2 separate regions of the Macaca mulatta genome follow, and region 2 is linked to region 1. Evidence: chromatin contacts called from public Hi-C data. All regions are on one chromosome and are shown on one strand. The core of a region is the stretch at or near the end of the contact, and the rest is flanking DNA. Distances in the headings are between cores, read along the strand shown. Region 1 overlaps PTPRN2 (protein tyrosine phosphatase receptor type N2). Region 2 overlaps PTPRN2 (protein tyrosine phosphatase receptor type N2).

The links. A called contact is a pair of places that touch in the nucleus more often than the background predicts.
Region 2: a Hi-C map of fetal cortex germinal zone shows a contact between it and region 1, with 4 times the contacts expected there. The contact joins two enhancer-like sites. A contact is called at or near these places in 2 of 14 Hi-C or Micro-C datasets (fetal cortex germinal zone and fetal cortical plate).

The regions. Positions count from the first base shown.
Region 1 is chr3:197,157,121-197,160,681 of T2T-MMU8v2.0, forward strand. All of the region lies in intron 13 of PTPRN2 (protein tyrosine phosphatase receptor type N2), which reads right to left. Among named protein-coding and RNA genes, the nearest start is that of MIR153-2, 110 kb to the left of the region's middle. Within about 2 kb of position 1,906, at least 8 of the 40 cell types and tissues checked have an H3K27ac peak or open chromatin away from gene starts, as enhancers often do. A contact at or near this core is called in fetal cortex germinal zone, where this site is marked.
Region 2 is chr3:197,481,116-197,484,623 of T2T-MMU8v2.0, forward strand. All of the region lies in intron 12 of PTPRN2 (protein tyrosine phosphatase receptor type N2), which reads right to left. Among named protein-coding and RNA genes, the nearest start is that of MIR153-2, 440 kb to the left of the region's middle. Within about 2 kb of position 1,571, at least 10 of the 40 cell types and tissues checked have an H3K27ac peak or open chromatin away from gene starts, as enhancers often do. A contact at or near this core is called in fetal cortex germinal zone, where this site is marked.

The DNA of each region.
Region 1 (3,561 bases), core at 656-3,155:
GCCACCCCTCCCAATCTGTGCGCTCAGAAAGAGCTGCCCTCTGCCCGCTCCTCCTCACATGCCCACCCTAGACCCACTTGGGCATGATCTCAGGCGCAGCTCTCCCCTGCCAGCCCAAGCCTTTGACAGGAGTCCTGCGGAGATGCAGAGACCCCCTGCACTGAGCTCTCGGACGTCCTGGTTGCCCATTCGAGCCCCCATGCGCGCCCTCCAGTCTTCGAAAGCTCTCTTCCTCGCCCCACCACCTACGCGCCTGGTGATGCCCTCGTGGGCCCCTCCTGCTCCCTCCGCCCCCATCCCAGCGTCTCTCGCCTCTTCCAGGGCCCACCCAACCGCACCACGAGCGCCCGCGCCCCGCCCGGCACCCCTGGTTACCTGCAGCTGGGCCGGCGCCCAGCGCCCGCGCGGGAGGAGGTGGGGGCGTGCGCCGGGCCGAGCGGCCTCGGGGCGCAGCAGCTGCGGGTAGCGGCAGCGCCATCATCTCAGCCAGCTGCTTCCCTGCACTGGAACCACAGACTAGCGGGGTCATCCGATTCTGACCACAAACTTCTAGGGCGGCCGGTGGAGACAAAGGTGCCGCGCGTCGCTGCTCCAGCGGCAGCGGCTGCGCGGCGGCACGGGCTCGGAGCCCGCAGGCGCCGGAGCTCTGCGCGGCCGCTGGGCCCAGCTCCGCGTGCTCCGCCCCGGCCCGGCCCCCGGGCTAGGCACGCTGGGCCGGGGCGCGGCGCTGGCGGGCTCAGGGCGGGCTCCGGACGGTCCCCGTAGGGCCGCCGGCCGCGCGCGTAGCTCCAACCAGCGCGGCCGCCGCGCCCCGCCTTATATCCGGCCCGGCGCGCACCCGGCCGGCGGCGGCGCGGCTCGCGGCCCAGCCACCGGTTGCTATAGCGATGTCCCCCCCCCCCACATGTTGCTGACAGCAATTGGCTAAGGGGCCGCGGCTCTCCAAACACCCTCTCCCGCCCGAGACTATGAATGGACATCAGCTTTGTCAGTCATTGGTACCACGCCGAAGCCAGGCCTTCGCCTTTTCTTTCTTTTCAGTGTTTCTGCCTTTCATCGTTCATACTGGGCAAGTTCAGGGTAGCACCGAGGGGAGAGAGACCTCGGCCAGAAAAGTCACGGCGCGCGGCTCTGCTGTGACCTTTGTCCTGGGAGGGGTGGGTGGGGTGCGTCGCCACTCTTGGCAAGAGAAAAATTCACGGCACATCGTTCTTTCCAGTTACTTTTTCCAGTGTCTTTTTCCAGTGTGGCCGTTCGGGCCTTTTTGCTCCCTTTCCAAATGGAAGCAGGCCAATGATGCAGGGCGAGTAGACGAGAGCCCCTCTGCTCACTTTACCAGGGCTGTCCCGAGTGTTTAGGTCCCGATGCGCGTAGAAAGTGTCTTGCCAGAGGCGGAACTGGTGAGACTTTGCCACCGTTTGGTCCAGGCGAATGTCGGCCGCTGGCCCAAAACGCCGAAGGGAGACGGCGGTGAAAACCCAGGCGTGTGAGCTGCGTCCTTGCCCTTCCCCCTCCCCAGGTCAACGGTCTGGCCTAGACCACCGCTCTGCGGGCGAAAGGAGTGGAGCAGAATCACCGGCCACGCTCCCAGTCGCTCGAGCCTCCCCACATACTCCCGGCCCCTGGCGCAGTCAGGCCCGCAGCGCGCGAGCCGAGCTAGGGTCTCGGGGCGACTAGGACCGCTGAGCTGCGGACTCCGGCGCCCTCCCCCGGCCCCCGCCCACACTCTCTCTCCCCAGGCCCTGGACCACCGGCCACAGCCACAGGTTGGGGCACCCCGGTGCGCGGCGCCCCCGCGGAGCTGGCGAGAGCCGGAGAGCTGAAACCCAACATCTGTGTGTACAATGCGCTCTCCGAGGCCCACAGCTGCAGGAACAAGGAGAAGAAAGGAAGAGGGGGGCGCAGATCTTGTCACACGCAGATGACAGTCTGCGGAGGGCTCTTTAGTTTCTCCTTTTCTGGAAACCCCAGCGGCCCCCTCCTAGGCCCCCCTCTCCCACCGCCTGGCCATTGTTCCCTGCGCCCGGGACAGCTGGAGACGGCGGCCCGCGCCACTCGACGCCCCTCCCGCCGCACACCCGGCTGCCCGCGGCGCCCGCTCCCGGCCCCTCCGGGGCCAACCCCTCCACACCCCCCACCTCCCCAGGCCAGGCCCAGGCGGCGCTTCCACCGTCTCCCCTCCCCTCCCTTGCACTCTGGCGCTGCCCCTAGACCTGCCTCGCGCAGAGGGCCTTGCCTGGCGCTTTTCTCTTACAAACCAAGTTCTGTAAAACCTGGGGGCGAGCCCCGGGGGGCGGGGGTCGTCCACAGATAGGAGTACGTTGCCGTCCGCTGCAGGCCCCTGTCTAAAAGTGGCTGAAGGACCCCATTTCCTCTGACCGCAGGCCCAGGCTGAGTTCTGCATTTATTTTTGTATTTATAGGGCAAGGCCAGAGCGCTTCATAAAGCCCCAGGGCAAAGAAGTGGCCTCGCGTCTGGCCATGGTTCCCTCAGGCCTGAGCGGGCTGCAGGAGGCCCGGTGCGGCTCGGCGGGGGCGCGAGAGGCTAGAAACTGCAGCGTCCCTGGGGTCCTCTGCCCATGAGTGAACCCCCCAGTAGGCGGGGAGGGGGTACATCACCTTGGCCCTCTCGGTCCCCATGCCCAGGGCAAGGCCTGCAGAAATCCCCGCACTCTGACTCGGGCGCGGCGCGGCGGCGGGCAGGTCAGAGAGAAGCCGTACCTGGGTTCCCCCAGCGCCCGGGATGTCCTCCCAGGGACCTTCTCGGGCAAAGAGTCTAGTGGCAGCGGTTCCTGTCCCTCCCCGCCACCCTCCTCCGGTGCCTCGGCGTCCCCAGCCAGACTCCAGGGCGACCCCAGGCCCGGCCCTGGGCAGAGAAAAAGGAGGGGAGGGGAGGTGGCGCTGGGGGGCGGGAGGCCGGAGACAGCGGGAGGAGGACTCGGGAGCCAGGGCGGGAAGAGGGGAAGACAGCGGAGAGAAGGGACGGGGAGGGGAGGGGGTTCGGAGGAGGGGACCTGCTGCCCTCAGCCTGGCTGGTAACCGGCCTCTCCATAGCAACGGCCTGCGCGCGCGTCTGTGTGTGCGCGCGTGTCTGGTGTGTGTGTGCCCGTGGTGGTGGGGGGGGTGTTCCTGGGACTCCCCGCGGGAGCTGGGAGGCGACAGAGGAATCCCCTCCAGGACTGGAGGCCCGGCCTCCGCGGTGCTGGGAGCGCCCTAGGGTCTGGCTGCGCCGCGCTGTCGACAGGGTAGGCTCGGGGAACGCGCGCAGGCCGCGGGCTCGGCCGCTGGGGCATTGGGGCGTCCTGCCCTCGCTGCCCCGACCCTCCCGTTGCGGTCGCAGGGCCCTGGGGCACCGGGTAGTGGGCGGGTCTTCCCAGCTACCCAGAGCACAAGGGCGGGCGACGGCGCCCCCACCACGGCCCTGCCCGGCCCGAGCGCCCGGCGCACCTGAGGTCTGGGCCGGGGAGCAGCTGGGGACCTGCGCGTCGCCTCGGGGAGCTCTCGGCCAGGCCGGCTCAGGGCAGAGGCCAGAGGGGCCCCAGCGCACCCTCCCAGCCCGCGG
Region 2 (3,508 bases), core at 321-2,820, 320 kb after region 1:
ACAGAGCAGAGGAATAACAATTCAGCTCCAGATACCCAGGGGGTTGGGCAGTCAGCTGGTCTTTCTTCATGAGCACTGCAGAGTGCCGATCGGTGCCTCATTTCTACTCCACATTGAATCTTTAAATCTAGTGATTTGGTTGCTGATCTTTGAACTGCTCTAAGCCATTATACCTTTAGTTCCCTCTTCCCCATATGTTCTCTGATTGTTCATTTTGTTTATAACCTAAAATGAACAAACCCCCTGTCTACCGATTAAAAACTCTGAGGTCCTTTTAGTTAATTTGTGACAAATAGAGGAGAGATGGGGAGAGAGAGGGAAAAAGTGAGAGGAGGGCTGCTGAGAGAGAGAGGGAGGGTGAGAGGGAGGGTGAGAGGGAGGTAGAGGGAGGGGTGGGAGGAAGAGAGAAAGGTCCTCACCGCCCCCCACCCCTCGCCCCTGTATGTGCATCTGGAATCCACTTTCGGGGGAAAGCACGCCCTTTCTCTTTACTCACCAGCAGTTCATACTGTTAATTTTTAACTAAAGAGAACTGATTTTTGCCGGTAGCAGAGAACATACGAGGTCTCTCTTCCTGTTTTCTGCAATTAAGCAACCAGCTATTATTAGGAGTTCAAAACAAATAACAAACATGTCTGTCTATTACAATTGTCTGATGGTCCCAGATCCAACACTAAGGGAAACACATCCATTCACGATAGCCTAGTAATTAAGACAAAAACAGACACGGAAGCCGGGATCAAGAAGGAGGGGGAACGAAAGGATCAGCTTCTGCTAAGAAAGCCTCAGTCACATCCCTGGGGAGGAGGTTTGAGCTCTTTCCTCGCATGTGGCAGGGACAGCCGTGGCCCCAGTGTCTTGCCTGCGTGGCCTTTTCAGATTCTAGGGGCCTCGGTGGAAAACATGTACAGTGCGTGGACTGACACCTGCTGTTTTTCCTCATTCAGGGAATAAGAGCCACTCCCAAGAACTCTTCATTCAGACTCGTAATCAGCAAATCCACACGGATGCCTCTCAGAGAAAAGAAAACGATGCTTCCGATTTCAGGAGCCCCCTGATGATTCCAAGTCTCTTCATACAAGGGGAGGTGGGGAGGACGGGCAGGGGCTCCGGAGGTCTGGATGACTTGCCCCAGGGACACAGGCAGAGCGTCACACTTCACAAGCCACAGATGCCTTGTGTGGCCTGTGTGTGCTTAGACCCTATCCTGTGCCACGCCGGGCCCACAGCACAGACGAGCCTGGCGGAAGGGGAAGGGGGTGGGCTGTGAGTGTGAGAAAGTCACCAAAGAAGGGCCGAGTCGAGAAGGGCCACTCAGTGGCCACCCTGTCCGAGGCGCGGAGCTCAGCACGGCTGACTTCCTCTCTGAAGGTCATTAGAGACGGATCCCAATAAACACACACACACCCATCAGATTAGCAGACACAACGGTCTCCATGGCAACAATTGGACAAGCAAGTCGCCTGCAATTGGCATTAATTTAAAATATTTTTCCCCGAGTCTCCTTGGAGTCGGTTCCGTGAAACACAAGTGCTTGCCAGCTCTCTAATCTGCGGCGTCCTTTGAAATTCCATCCAGCATGTGCTGAAGCTGAGCCAATTAACGTGGAGAGAATTGGGTGGATCCAGAGACGCTGGCAAGACCGTGTTTACCAATTAGGTTTTTTTTATGATGCAAATGTTGCACACCATGCGGCAGGAATAAAAGCTGGCTGCGCTGAATATGAAACTGTTAATTGCATTTTCAGAGACACAGCTACAAGGTGAAACTAATCATACACACGATAACCGGGCTTCACCACCTACAGTGCTTTGCTGCTGCACTCTCACTAAATCTGTATTGAAACAGCCCCGTACATCCTTGCAGGAAAGGAAAACATCGTGTTTGGTAGAACCTTTCAATTTTAAAGAGAAAAAAAAGTGTGCCTATGTGGGAAGCAATATAAAGGATAATTTTTATTTAAATCAGATTAATAACGTTAACAAACACCATGGCAAAGGGCCCAGTGGTGCTTCTTGAAATGCGTTTTTTTGCTTTAAAACGATAGCAAAGGTGCATCTGCAAATGAACGCCAGCACATGCTGACAAGAGTGGCTCAAAATGAAGGAGCTTGTTTCAGAAGAAAGGGCCATGGTAATTGTAAAGCTTGGCTTTGCCAGCTAGGAACATCAAAGAGGCCCCGCTGGAATCACTAGAGAGAGGCTTCCCAGGGAGTCCAGTGCTCCTGAGGGTCCCAGTGCCCTGCCCCTCCCTGGGGAGGGGAGGATGAGACCCAGGAGCAGAGAGAAGGGTCTGAGCTCCAGGCTCCACCCCGGTGCTTGGGGGCAGAGAGGCGTGCCCAGGAGCTCCTGTGTGCAGGGAGTCCAGGCCTGAGCTGGCAGAGGCAGTTCTGAAATGGGGTGTAGCCACATTAAGGGGCAAGGTCAGCTTTTAAAATGCCCCATGAGAATTTATGTCTTTTTTCTCATTTCTGTATTAACCACACAGTTTCGGCATTGACATTGACTAACTCAGCAGCCGAGAACGGGGCTGGAACAGGAGGGAATGTCTGACTCCCCAGGAGCAGCCCATGTGGAGACCCTAATCAGAGGAGTCCGGGGTGCCACACAGAAGGAGCATCCAGCCAGGGCTGGGCAGCCAGCAGGGAAAGAAGGACACAGGACTCCGCCCGGCTCCACAACTCACACCTCAGGATTTCACACACGCAAGGAGCTTCCGAGACAGAAGTCACCTGAGGCTGTGCCCATTGGGGTCCCCTTCTTTTTATTTTGCGTTGCAGTCAGCCCCAGGAGTTCCACATTGGAAGCCTCTGCTCAGAGACAGGGGCAGAAAAGTCCGTCGTTGTGGGGTGGGGCCTGGACGTGCACTCCCCAGTGTCGTGAAGCTGCTCTCGGATTCCACGTGCAGCCCTCGGCAGCCCAGCACACCTGCACCTCACAGTTTCTGGGGCCAAGCGAGTGGTGGGTTTGAAAGTTCCCGGAGATTCTGAGCTATCAAGGGCCAAGACGGGGAACGCGTTGCAGACTTCTAAATGGCTGGTAAAGGGAATTTAAAAGGACCAGGCTGATTCCTCTTCAAGGAACGTGTGGAGCTGCAGCCAGGCCACATGTGCTGCTGAAGTGGCGGGTAACTGGAACAGTTTGCGTGCTTGTTCACAGGCTCTGCTGGACACACAAACGAGCACAACAGGTCTGCAGAAGGAAAAGCTTCTTGCCTGTATGTCTCTAACACACGGTGAAGGGGGCCGGAGAAGACTGAGGTGTAGTGTGCGTGCTCTGATGGAATCTATAACTGGAAGTATGTAAATCCCTGTGTGTGACGTAGGAAACCATCAGGCTGGATCTGCCTGGAAATGCTAACTTCTGGGAGCTTAACATCTTTAGCCTATACTAGTGATGTGCCCTGAACTTTGAAATTTATTTCAGAAAATGAGGCCTCTACAAGGAAAATCATCTCAGCTTGAAATGGATCTCTCATCCCACAGAGGCTGCCTCAGAGTCCTGTGACC